2 separate regions of the Mus musculus genome follow, and region 1 is linked to region 2. Evidence: chromatin contacts called from public HiChIP or PLAC-seq data. All regions are on one chromosome and are shown on one strand. The core of a region is the stretch at or near the end of the contact, and the rest is flanking DNA. Distances in the headings are between cores, read along the strand shown. Region 1 overlaps Sgsm3 (small G protein signaling modulator 3). Region 2 overlaps Mgat3 (mannoside acetylglucosaminyltransferase 3).

Region 1 (6,297 bases), core at 1,650-4,149, 780 kb after region 2:
CATACACATAAAAGTATAGATCTTTAAACATTTTAAAATTTTAAGTAATTGTCTTATGTGTATGGGTGTTTTGCCAAATTCATATCTTTGTACTATGTACATGAAGCATCCTCAAAGGCCAGAAGAGGGCATTGGATTTCCTGGGATTGGAGTTACAAGCCGCTGTGAGCCACCATGTGAGTGCCGGGAATTGAACCTGGGTCCTCTGGAAAGTTAGCAAGAGTTCTTAAGTGTTTTTGAGTGTTACTGGCACAGTTTCAGGCCAGACATGATGGCACATGCCTTTAATCCCTGCATGGGGAGAAACAGGCAGATCTCTGTGAGGTCAAGGTTAGTCTAATCTACATAGCAAACTTCAGGACCAGCAGGGCTATGTAGAGACCCTGTCTCAAATTTAAAAAAAAAAAAAAAAAAAAAGAGTTTCAGATTTTCCAATTGGGGATACTACTTAGATTTTCTAAATTCTGAAAAAGTGTGAAACCTCAAGGAGTTGTAGTCCCAAGTACTTCCAAAGAAAGTACCATAAAGGATTAAAATCAAGCTGTACATAGTGGCTATATCTATAGTCCCAGCGTTTGAAGCTGAGATGGAAAAGGTGGAAAAGGATCACTTGAATCCACAAGTTTAAGACCAGCCTGGGCAACAGAGGCCAGATATTAAAACATAAAAACACAACAAAACCAAGATCAATATATGGCCTTCTTGGCCTGATCACCTTTTTGTTTATTTTGAGCCAGGATCCCATTATATAGACAGGCTGATCTTAAATTTGCAATTCCCTGCTTCTGCTCCCTGAATGCTCATATTATAGGTGTGGGCCCTATGCCTGACCTAATTCCTCCTTCCCTCCTTCTCTCCTCCCTCATATAGGTCTAGTCATCTCTCTCTCCCTCTCCATCTCCTTCTCCCCCTCTCTCTCCTCCTCCCCCTTTCTCTCCTTCTCTCTCTTTCTCTCTTCTCTCTTTCTCTTTCCTCTCTCTTTCTCTCTCCTTCTCTTCCTCTTTCCTTCTCTCTCTGTGTTTTGTTTTTCAGAGTCAGGGTTTCTCTGTATAGCTCTGGCTGTCTCTGGAACTCACTTTGTAGACCAAGCTGGCCTTGAACTCAAAGAGATCTGCCTGCCTCTGCTTCCTGAGCGCTGGGATTAAAGATGTACTCCACCATGCCTGTCCCTAAAATTTTTGTTATTTGTTTGTTTTTGAGACAGGGTTTCTCTGTGTAGCCCTGGCTGTCCTGGAACTCACTCTGGATGGCCTCGAACTCAGAAATTCGCCTGCCTCTGCCTCCAAAGTGCTGGGATTAAAGGCGTGTGCCACCATACCTGGCAAAACTTTTTTTTTTTTTAATAAAAATAAACTGTAATGAAAGGTTTTGTAAAGTAAAAAAATAAAAGCTTGGTGTTGCCAGTATGATGTATAATGGATTTAACCTTTCAGAGATGATTAGGTGTGCATGCCTTTAATTCCAGAACTTGGGAGGCAGAGGCAGGAGGATTTCTGTAAGTTCAAGGCTAGCCTGGTCTACAAAGTGAATTCCAGGACATAATATACAGAGAAACCCTGTCTCAAAGCAAAACTTTTGTGTATGAGTGTTTTTGCATGCGTGTATGTATGCCTGGTGCCCGAGGAGGTCAGCTGAAGACATTGGATCTCCTGGAACTGCAGTTGCAGATGGCTGTGAGCCACCATGTAGGTTTTAGAAGCATCTCTAGTGTCTATACTAGTTTCCTCCTTCCTTTTAGCCTTTCTCAGACTTTCCCAGCCCTGAGCCACTCTCACCAGTTTATCTGTTATCTGTAGCTTTCAGAGTCACCTCATCTCTTTACAGAAAAAAAAAGTGGTCTTTAGGCTCTTAGGTGCCACCAAAAATCAATGTTTTTGCCTATATTGGTTCAGCCTTTATGCTTCCTGGAAGATGTCTGGAGAAAGCCACTTGTGTGGCAGTAACTCTGCTGCCTTGTCAGGGATATATGTCCCTTCAGTCCATGTCAGGAGACCACAGGAAGTGAACGGTACCTCTGCACCTGCATACAGTGGCAACATTTGTGGGAAAATGTGGGATTGGTAAACTAGGAAGGGACACACAGCATCAGAACTGGCTCTCTTAAGCTTGTACATTTAATTGTTACAATTTCTTCTGAGCAACTCAGAAGTGGCTGCATCAATTAAGGTTTTCTAAGGTTTCTTTTAAAAAGACTACAAGAGGGCAGCCATAGACCAGGTATTTGTGGAGACTAACTGTTTAGGCTAGGTCTGTCAGTTCTGGGTGCTTTCAGGGAAATTTCCATAGCAACCAGAAGCTGAAAAACCTGCCTGCCCAGCTCAGCAGTGTCACATCTGGGAGACTTAAGGTCAACCCTAAGTATATGTGTCCTTAAGTGCAACATGAATGAAATAGCAATCGAGGCTCTCAGCCTGTAAAAATGTGTACACCATCTGATCGATTCTCAGTGCTTGCACCCACAACATCTCCTACCCTGGGCATGGCCTTTCAGTCTCCATTGATTTCTGGGCACCTGGAGATATTGTTCAGTCCTACCAGATTTTGCTTGATGGCTGTTCAGAATCTGTGGATTTCTTTGCTGTCTGAGAACAGAGGTCAAAAGCCTGTCTTCAGGGTGAGCAGGGTGAGGTGCCCTTGGCATCTGCTGTTGCTTCCTCCCACTCTTCCCCCCACTGCATCCTAGGCTCTGAGCTCACTGGCCCCTCCCTGCATCTGGATCCTCCCTCAGTGAAGTCAGGCCTTGATCTCTAGCCTGGCTTTGGCCCTTGCTCAGACCTCAGCTCTCAAAGGCTCTTTTGATACAGAATTAGTCCCATCTTACTTTGTCTCTTATCTAATTTTCTACTACACTGCAACAGCCTGACCTTATCCACGGTTGTGCTGCCTGGCTCTGTGCTCAGTCATTGTTTGCTGAGTGACAGTGAGTAGGAGGCTGGTGAGAGGGGAACTGCTGTTGAGAACTCTCTTCCAGCCCCTTCTGCCCTCCAGCAGATGTCGGTTCCTCCTCTTTAAACAACCTCTTTTCCTCCATGTTTTTGCTCCATATTTTATCTCCTCCTTTCCCTCTTCCTTTTTCTTTTTCTGACAGGGTCTTATTATGTAGCCATGGCTGGCCTGGAACTCATAAAGATCCACCTGCCTCTGTTGGGATTAAAGGCATGTACTACCCTGCCTAGTTGATTTCTCCTTTTTTTTTTTTGTTTTGTTTTTTTTTTTTTTTTTTTTTTTTTTTTTTTTATTTATTTATTATATGTAAGTACACTGTAGCTGTCTTCAGACGCACCAGAAGAGGGCATCAGATCTCATTACGGGTGGTTGTGAGCCACCATGTGGTTGCTGGGATTTGAACTTCGGACCTTCGGAAGAGCAGTCGGGTGCTCTTACCTACTGAGCCATCTCACCAGCCCCTTTTTGTTTTTTTTTGTTTTTTTTTGAGACAGGATTTCTCTGTGTAGCCCTGGCTGGAACTCACTCTGTAGACCAGGCTGGCCTCAAACTCAGAAATCCACCTGCCCCTGCCTTCTGAGTGCTGGGATTAAAGGCATGTGCCACCACTCCCAGCTGATTTCTCCATATTCTTGCTAACATTTTTTTAAAGAAAAAAATCAAAATTATGTATATGTGTCTTTGTATGTCTGTGTACATGTAAATGCCTTTGGGTCCAGAAGAAGTGATTGGATCGCCTGGAGCTGCAGTTACTGGCAGTTGTGAACTGCCTGATAGGAGTGCATTTAATTCAGGTCCTCTGAAAGAGGCTCGTAGCTGCTGAGCCATCGCTCCAGCCCCTCCTTTTTAAAAAATGTTTTCTGAGACAAGGTCTCATGTGGCCTAGGATTTGTCTTCATCCTCGTGCTGGGATTACAGGTGTACACTGCCACATTTAGTCACATGCAGTGTTGGGGACGCAGACTGAAGAGTTTGATGTGTGCGAGCGAGGAGAGCACTCTGGTGTTTGTTTGTGTGAGCCCTCATGGCTGTGGAGTAGCATGCCTTCACAGTTTAGATCTCCTTTGTGGTTGATGATAACCCAGTCACTTTCACCCGCTATTGGCCATTTCCCTCTCTTATTTGAGAAATGTATGTTCAAACATCTTTTAAATTTATTTTGTGTGTATGTCTGTCTCTGCATCACATATGTGCAGTGCCCTCAGAGGCTGGAAGAGGGCATTAGCTCCAGAGCTAGAGGTACAACCTGCCGAGAGCTGCGGGGTTGGTGCTGGAAACTGAACCCAAGCTCTGGAAGAACAGCCAGTTCTCTTAACCACTGAGCCATCTCTCTAGCCCTGCTTAACTATTTTTAAATTGGGCTTTTTGTGTCTTTACTGTTCAGTCTTTTTACTGTTGAGTCTTTAAAAACAAACAAACAGGACAGAAAAGAAGTGACAAGACACTGACAATGATGAGAGAAATTTGTATTTGTTTGTAGAATGGGAATATGGTATATAAAGGCTGTTCAGCCAGCACCACCACTACCATACCACCAACAATACAAAACAGAACAATGAAAACCCAATCCGGGGGCTGGTGAGATGGCTCAGTGGGTAAGAGCACCCGACTGCTCTTCCGAAGGTCCAGAGTTCAAATCCCAGCAACCACATGGTGGCTCACAACCATCAGTAAGGAGATCTGACTCCCTCTTCTGGAGTGTCTGAAGACAGCTACAATGTACTTACATATGATAAATAAATCTTTAAAAAAAAAAAATATCTTCGAGGAGGGGAGTGGTATGAGATGAGTGACCTCTCCTTTGCTTTCCTAACAGGGCTGATGAAGCCTCAGGACAGTCAGAGAAGCCAATGATGACCGCTTGTGCCTAGACCTATGAAGTCCTGCCGTCGTCCACAGCACATGATGTCAGGTGGGAGCAAGGCCTGCATACTCACCAGGAGCCCGTAGTGGAGCTGACTTGTGATTTCATAACCAGCCTTCCACTGAGGCAGAGCCTCAGCACCTCACAAGTCTTAGGGCAGCCCGGGCTGTGAGGCCTTTTCTCAGAAAACAACCCAAACCACCGGAGAGACTCTGCTAGATGAAAGAAGTGGGAAAGAGGGAGGAGAGGCTTGGGCTTTGGGGCTTTGGGGTTGGTGACCGATGCTGTCTTCTCTGTTAAGTCTCTAGCTTCCTGCTCCTCTGGCCTGTTAATCCTCCCACTGTGGCGGAGGAGGAGGCAAAGAATCTGTGTTTATGTGTTGGACGTGCTGTTGGTTTTCCACAGTGTTCATTTTTCCGCTGTTCACCAGCCTCCTTGGCCCACTCTGTACACCCAGTCTTTTTCATGCTGATTCCCTTGGATAAGGGAGGCATATCTCACTTCAATGGGGCCTCCACATTTTCATTCATTCATTCATTCATTCATTCATTCATTTATTCATTCACTTTCTGAAATAGGATCTTACTATGTATTCCTGGCTGGCTTGGAATGAGAACTTACTACCTAGACCGGGCTGGCCTCAAACTCAAATTCGTGTGCCTCTGCTGGGATTAAAGGTGTCTGCTGCTATCATGCCTGGTGTTTCTGCTTTTCTTGATCATTCTTATCTTTGGTCTTTGTAGGAAACCACACGCCTTCTGCCAGTGGCCCTTTCTCTGCCCTGACTCCAAGCATATGGCCCCAGGAGATCCTGGCAAAATACTCACAGGTACAACAGTTAGCATAGCCAGGACCAGCCTGCCATGCCACTATGCCTTTCATGAAGAGATTTACCTTTGCAGGTATTCTGGGAATGGATGACCCACTCAGTGTTCTCACAGGTCATGACTCAGTACTTGAGATAACATCGTAGTTTCTTGGGCTTGTGGGAATCAGTCATTAGCTAGGAGGAAGATTAACTGGAGACACGGGAGGACTGAATGACTAGTCAGCCCTTGTAGGTGAATGACAGCCAGAGAAGGCATCACAGAAGGGTAGCCTTTCTCAGGGTGGGTTCTAGCAGTCAGCATGTGGAACTGCTTTACAGTAGAGGACTAGACAAGCCTTCTTCCTTACTCTGATTCTAGAAAGAAGAATCCTCAGAGCAGCCAGAGCTCTGCTATGATGAGTTTGGTTTCCGTGTGGACAAGGAAGGTAAGATGGAGCCCATTGTGTGTGAGCTTGCTGATGTCCTTGGGAAAATTCTGGCCCCATGTCTTGCTTTCCTCTGCATGTGACTTCTGAGGTCTAAGCGGTGTCACCTCAGGAGTTAGGGACAGAATATATCTGAGGGTGATGTAAGTTTATGGAAACTTCTAAGTTTTTTGTTTCGTTGTTTCAAGACAGACTTTCTCTGTGTAGCCCTGGCATTCCTGGAAGTGGCTTTG
Region 2 (6,866 bases), core at 3,279-5,778:
AGTGACCAATTCAGGGAGGGAGAAGGACCCTGGGAAAGCACAGGTCTGCTGGGCTGGCCTTCCTTCTCAGATAGTACAATAGTTTCAATTAGGCAGGAAGAGGCCTGGCCATGGGCTGAGAGACCACCCTCAAGAGGTGGGAGCTAAAGAGTTTCACATATAACCACAGCATACACTGGGAAGTTGAGGGGCAGGGAACCCAGGACCATTCCCCCAATATGAAGAGAAACCGAATTGAATGTGAAAGTGGGCACATTCTCCAGGAACCACTGGCCTGTGACCTCTAGACCCAAGGAAGCCTATACTGGCGTCCAGCTGGCCTCATTCACCCAAGGGTCACAGTGGTTAAAAGGGACAAGCTTGTTGAAGCTTTGGAAACAAAGATTCAGGGTGGGAAGATAGGACTCACCCAAGTAGAAGGAAGGGCCCTGGGAAATGTGTAATTTAAGGACACCAATAATAATAATAATAGTATTATTTTTTTTGTAAATGAAAATCAATATGTACATTCTGAAATCATTTTCTCTGTAAATGGTTGAATTTCATTTCACCCTTAAAGGGATGCTTAAAGGAGAAGATAATATTAATAATAAAACAGCTGAGAAGTCTGGAGGGCGTGTGTGCTGTGTGTGGCCAGTTTGTGGATGCCCCAGGGCAGAGATGGATAGGACCAGACAACTCTGGTCTTGCTGACAGATCTGGACCTGTGAGGCACAAGGCCCTCATAAGGTCTGGACGTGTGGGGAGAAAGATTCTGTACACAGTCCCTTCACTTGGGGGTGTGGTGAACTTAAGCTTATGTTTCCCACCTATGGATGGGATTACAGACATTAGGCTGTTCAGTGGGAGGAAGGAGGAAAACCTGACCCTCCAGAGACCTGGCATTGCTGGCCACTCCCACTGTTTGGCTCACAGCATCAGATAGCATGCTTCTGCCTTTGGATAGCCCTGGTGCCCAGTGTTGGTCACAGTCACATGGCTGCTTATGTTCTGGACCTGGGAAGAGACTATGACCTCTTATTTGGGAATGAGTATCTTTCTCCTTGGGTGCTGCAGCAGTCACTAAGGCCTCGGAGCACAGAGCCTCTTGTCCCTGGCTGGGTCCTAAGGATGGTCTGAGACAGGGCGGAGCAGACTCTTGAGTGCTGCCTTTGTGGAACGACTGTGTAACCTCATCAGACTGCAGGTCCAGAAGCCAGAGGGTGACAGCGGTGTCAGTGGCCTGATTCCCGAATCAGGCACTGCTCAGGTCTCTGCCCACAGTCGGGAGCTGAGTGGATGTTTGGGATCGGGAGGTGGGATGGGGGTGGGGGATGTGGGGGTGGGGGTGGAGGTGGGTGGGGGAGGGGGGAAGGTGAGTTCTGAAAAACCCAGCAAGTGAAGATGAAGACACCCTGGCATGGCCAGAAGAGGGCGACAGCGACTCACTCACTGCTAAATTTTTCCGGATTCTAGCTTGTGTTGGGGCTTGTCATCATATTATCCTCAATAGCTACAAATAGTACATCTTTTCAGGTATGACTTATTAAATAAGCAATTTCAGCCAAGTTCTTGGCTGAAGAATCTCTTTCTCCATCATGCCCACGATGAGATGAATGTGGAAAGGAAAACATAGACCACGCTCACCTTAGATGTTGGTGTGGCGTGTGGTAAATTCCAGTTCACATGTGGTCAGAGGTTAATGCCACCGCGGAACTGCACTTCCTGCAGACTGAGGAGGAAGACAGGGAGAGACAAAGAGGAGGACACCTAAAGCTGCTAACCAAGCCAGGCATGGGCCCAGGGCAAGGGACACAGGACAGCGTCTGCAGTTCAGAGGCTGACAGTCATGCAGGAACACACACACAGGGAAGTGCAAACGCTGATTCGCTGAGTTGAGGGCTGCAGTGCAGGTATCTATACCACATCTCGGCAAGCCCTGCTTGCTGTGCCTTCCTCACTGGCTGTCTAGGCAGGTGTGGGTACCAGCAGGCTCCATGACGACCCCAGGTCAGGGTGTGTCCTTTGCCTGATCGTCTCTGGCCTCTAAAAATGGAGGTGATACAGTGCTTTAGTCCATAGAGAGAATTAATGATCTGTAAACCTTCATCCAGCAGGGACATCTGTCAGACCCCCCATTAAAACCCTACTGCCAAGGGACTGAGACATGGCTTGTTGATAGAGAATGTGTATTATTCTCAAATGGGTGTGAACAGCTCTGTGGGATCCAAGGCTTCCTAAGGGATTCTTCATGTCTACAAACCCCCACACAGACACACATATACATAACTAAGTGTAAAAATAAATTCTAGGTCTGGAGAGATGGCTCGGTGGTTAAGAACACTTGCTGGTCTTGATCACAGGCCAGAGTTTGGTCCCTAGCACCCACATCAGGCAACTTACAAACACTTGTAACTCTAGCTCCATGGGACCTGATAGCCCCTTCTGCACCCATATATATATGGTATATATATATATAGACACACACACACACATATATATATGTATGTATATATATATATATGTAAAAATAAGGTTTCTTTGAGACAGGATCTTACTTGGTGGTCCTGGCTGTCCTAGAACTCTCTTTGAAAAGCTTTGAGGTGCTTTAATGAGACTGAGTTCCATCAGACTTGTAAGCAACTGATACATTTGTTTTTAATGACAAGAAAACCAACCCAAACTACCAAGGCAGAGAAGGAACTTGCTGGCTTGCTGACAGTCAAGCGTCAGGTGGTGTTGGTGACCTCGCAGCTTGACGTACCGGCCATTTGTCAGTGCAATGCCATCCGGCTCCATAGCTCACTGGCCTCGACTTTGCGAGCTGTCCCTGTACCGTTAGTCTTCGAGCTTCTGAGATGGTTGCAACAGCTCCCAGCTTCACTTTCTCTTTTCTTCAGACAGAAGGAACAGGTTCTTTTCCCTAACAGCCCTGCGCCTGGAGACTTGGAAGATGGCTTGGTTGGTAAAGTACCTGGAGTCCAGGGATCAGGGCCACAGAAACAAACAAGCTAGGCTCAGTGGCACATATCTAGCATCCCTAGGACTGGGAAGGCAGACGGGTTCCTGGAGTTTGCTGGCCAGGCAGTCGAGCTAATGGGTGAACTCCAGCTTCAGTGAGACACCCTGTCTCAAATATGAATAAATAAATAAGGTGGAGGGCTGGAGAGATGGCTCAGTAGTTAAGAGCACTGACTGCTCTTCCAGAGGTCCTGAGTTCAATTCCCAGCAACCACGTGGCTAACAACCGTCTGTAATGGGATCTGATGCCTTTTCTGGTGTGTCTGAAGACAGCGACAGTGTACTCATATACATAAAAAAAATTAAAAACAAGGTAGAGAAGTGACTAAAGATGACACTGGACATGGACCTTAGCCTCTACATGCACATGTGAACCAGTGCACATCTGCTTGTGTGCACATCTGTGCAGGCACACAGTCTTGTGCTTGAGCTGGGCACGGTGGTGTGCTTCCATAATCTCAGCATTTGAGAGATAGAGGTAGGAACACTGTTATAAGTTTGAGGCCATCCTGGTCTACATACAGAGTTCCAGGTTAGCCAAGATTTTGTTACTTACTAGATCTTTCTCAAAGTAAAGCTAGTGGGCCTGGAGAGACTGCTCAGAGCTTAACAAGGGTTGCTTTCTAAGGGGACATGAGTTTGATATCCAGCACCCACAAGTTACCACAGCCATGTGTAACTCCAGTTTCAGGGGACCTAGAGCTCTCTTCTGGTCTCTGTGGGCACCAGTACAAGTTTGCAGTGTCCTTACTTAGACACAGACAAAATACTCATAAGATTAAGAAAGACAAATCTTGGCTAGGTGATGGTGATGTGTGCCTTTAATCCCAGCTCTCAGGAGTCAGAGGCAGGAGCATCTCTTGGGACCTGAGTTTGAAGCCAACCTGGTCTACAGAGAGTTCCAGGATAGCAAGTACTACAGGAGAAACCCTGTTTTGAAAAATCAATACAAATGAAAATCTTTAAAAATTTTCTGAGCCAGGCATGGTGATGCACACCTTTAATCCCAGCACCTGAGAGGCAGAGGCAGGTGGATTTCTGAGTTTGAGGCCAGCCTGCTTGTCAGAGTTTCAGGACAGCTAGGACTACACGGAGAAACCTTGTCTTGAAAAACCAAAACCCCCAAACAAAATAAACTCTTGGGCTTGGATCTTGTTGGCTTCCGTTAGGTCTGTTGACCATCCTGAGCAGATCTGGATGACTTGGGTGGAATCTCAGATCAGTTTAGACGCTTAGGAAAGTCAGAGTTGAGCCTTTACTAGTCAAGGAAGAGAACAGATAGTTTTCTGAAAGAAATGAGGACAAGATGTCACCCTTGGCACCTCAGCTGTCTATGTCCGGTCTCCTCAGCACCTAGCAGCCCTCCCTTGCTCACGTCCGGCTCCTGGATGCTCATCTGTCAGATGGGGTGTGTGTATTACAGGTCTCCAGCTGCGGTGGGCAGTTGTGTGTGCGCGCGCGCATGCGCCTGGCAGCAGAGTCTGAGCTTGGTGGAGGTTTAAAAATCCCCTGTGCCCCTCCCCCTCCTTCGATGTGGTATACGTGACACACGGGTCATGCATTTCCTCCCTGGGCTTCTTCCCTTCGCCCCTGTGACTCATCTGTTTTTCTTTGCCTCTTCCCGCTTCTTCATTGTCCTGCTGACCTTCTTATCTTCCTAGAAATCTGTCTGCTCTGCCTGTGGATCTCAATCCCCAACAAAGTAGGGCTGGTTGCACCTCTCCAGGGAGCCCTCCCTACTCAGCGCCCAGCTCCCTGGTCAGCTGCCTGTTGCAAGGGTCCCAAGGCATCGAGGTCTCCTGAGACTCGGCAGGGCCAGTGTGGAACTCAGCTTCCATCTGAGATTACTTCCCTGTCCTCTCCATCCTGGTCTTGACCACTCATTTATCCAGTGCCATCAGCTGGATATGGGGAGGTATCCTGAGGTACACACACACACAAACAGTAGCTACTCTTTTGGAATGTTTTGGAATGGCTTTTATGTGCCTGGGACAGATATGACTCAACAACCCAGGAGTATGAGGCCAGCTTGGACTGCATGTGACCCAGTCTAAAACAAAAACAAAACAAAACCCCAAAAATAACCAAACAAAAAACCTACAAAGAAAAAAGAAACACTCAGATACGGTATTACACACCTTTAATCCCAGCACTCAGGAGGCAGAGAGAAAAGCAGTCAGATCTCTGTGAATTCAAGGCCAGTTTAGCCTACACATTGAGTTCCGAGACAACCAGGGGTAAATACTAAGACAACACCAATACCAACAGTACACCTCCCTATCCCCACCCCCACACTCACACACACACACACACACACACACACACACACACATTCACACACACTCACATCTACACCACCATGCTTGGCACACATTATTTAATTTTTGAAACTTTTTGTCTGTCTATTGAGACAGGTTTCTCTTTAGACCAGGCTGGCCTCAAACTTACAGATCTACCTGCCTTTGCCTCCTGAGTCCTGAGATCACTAAAGATGTGCACCACTCCAGCCCAGTAGCCAAAAATCACATTTAAATCAAATTTACATAAGTTATGCAGAGTTCCCTCTTTTAACTGGGGAAAGCAGAAGAAGTGGGGCAGGGCTCAAAGCTCACTGGTGGGGGTGGGGAGAGGACCCAGTAGAGAAAGTACTTGTTGTACAAGCACGAAGACCAGAGTTCAAATCCCCAGTATTCATGTAAATGCCAGGCAGGTGTGGTGGTCAACCTGTAAGCCTCAGGAAGTGGAGACAGGAATTCCCCGAAGCAAGTGAGCTAGACTAGGTAAATCAGAAAGCTCTGGGGTCCGGTGGGAAACCTGCCTCAAGAAATATGGTTTGAAAGACCCTGCATCAACCTTTAATCTCTCTCTCTGTCTCTCTCTTTTTTTTTTTTTTTTTTTTTGAGACAGGGTTTCTTTGTGTAGCCCTGGCTGTCCTGAAACTCACTTTGTAGACCAGGCTGGCCTTGAACTCAGAAATCCACCTATCCTCTGCTGGGATTAAAGGCTTGTGCCACCACTCCCCAGCTAACCTCTAATCTGCATATGCACACACACCATATGCATACATATGAAAAAAACAAAAAACAAAAAAACCCTGCCAGTCTGCCCAGGTGACACCCCTTATCACCGGTACCCCTGGGGCTTTCTGTTCTTTTGAAACAAGTTTTTCTGTTGAATTTTCTCCTGGGCACCACCCAGGGCATTTCAAGTCATCTAAGGAGGCCATTCCATGGTAAGTTCCCGAGTGCCATCTTCATGGCCCAGAACTTTTGTGTCTTCATTTTACGCGTAATTCTGGCTCTCTAAGGCGCCACACAGTGGCAGGTTCTTCAGACTTCGCAAGGTTAATTGTCTCTGCTATGCCTTCCTGAACCACAGGCTAGGCTGAGGCTCTGGGCTTCCACGACGTCTCCAGTACTATATCTACATTGGCCTTTCTACTTGGCCTCTTTTCTGTGCCTGTCTCCTACACTTGAGGACAAACAGCTCCTGGTATACTTCAATAGCTGTCTGAGGAATGAATCCCCAAGCAAAGGAGGAGGGACTGTCTCCAGCCCAGTCCCGGGACAAATCCCCTAATACTCTTGTTTCCAGAATGTTCTAACCAGCCTTGAGGCTGAGGTTCTGTTACACAAAACCTACTTGGCACATCGATTAAGAACGCTGACTGCTCTTTCAAAGGTAATAAGTTCAACTCCCAGCAACCACATGGAGGCTCACAACCACCTGTAATGGGATCCAGTGCCCTCTTCTGGTGTGTCTGAAGACAGCTAGCTATGGTGTACTCGTATACATAAATTTTTTTTTTTTTTTTTTTTTTTGGTTTTTCGAGACAGGGTTTCTCTGTGTAGCCCTGGCTGTCCTGG

What was found. HiChIP or PLAC-seq counts read pairs in DNA pulled down with a chosen protein or histone mark.
Region 1: an H3K4me3 HiChIP or PLAC-seq map of bone marrow-derived macrophages shows a contact between it and region 2, with 5 times the contacts expected there. The contact joins two enhancer-like sites.

What each region holds. Positions count from the first base shown.
Region 1 is chr15:80,997,807-81,004,103 of GRCm38.p6, forward strand. It overlaps Sgsm3 (small G protein signaling modulator 3), which reads left to right. Exons shown (of 22, transcript NM_134091.2): 2 at 4,763-4,858; 3 at 5,554-5,639; 4 at 5,998-6,064. The coding sequence starts at 4,852. Among named protein-coding and RNA genes, the nearest start is that of Sgsm3, 23 kb to the left of the region's middle. Within about 2 kb of position 2,900, at least 57 of the 459 cell types and tissues checked have an H3K27ac peak or open chromatin away from gene starts, as enhancers often do. A contact at or near this core is called in bone marrow-derived macrophages, where this site is marked.
Region 2 is chr15:80,214,908-80,221,773 of GRCm38.p6, forward strand. It overlaps Mgat3 (mannoside acetylglucosaminyltransferase 3), which reads left to right. Exons shown (of 2, transcript NM_010795.4): 2 at 1-612. Among named protein-coding and RNA genes, the nearest start is that of Gm46521, 7.3 kb to the right of the region's middle. Within about 2 kb of position 4,529, at least 161 of the 459 cell types and tissues checked have an H3K27ac peak or open chromatin away from gene starts, as enhancers often do. A contact at or near this core is called in bone marrow-derived macrophages, where this site is marked.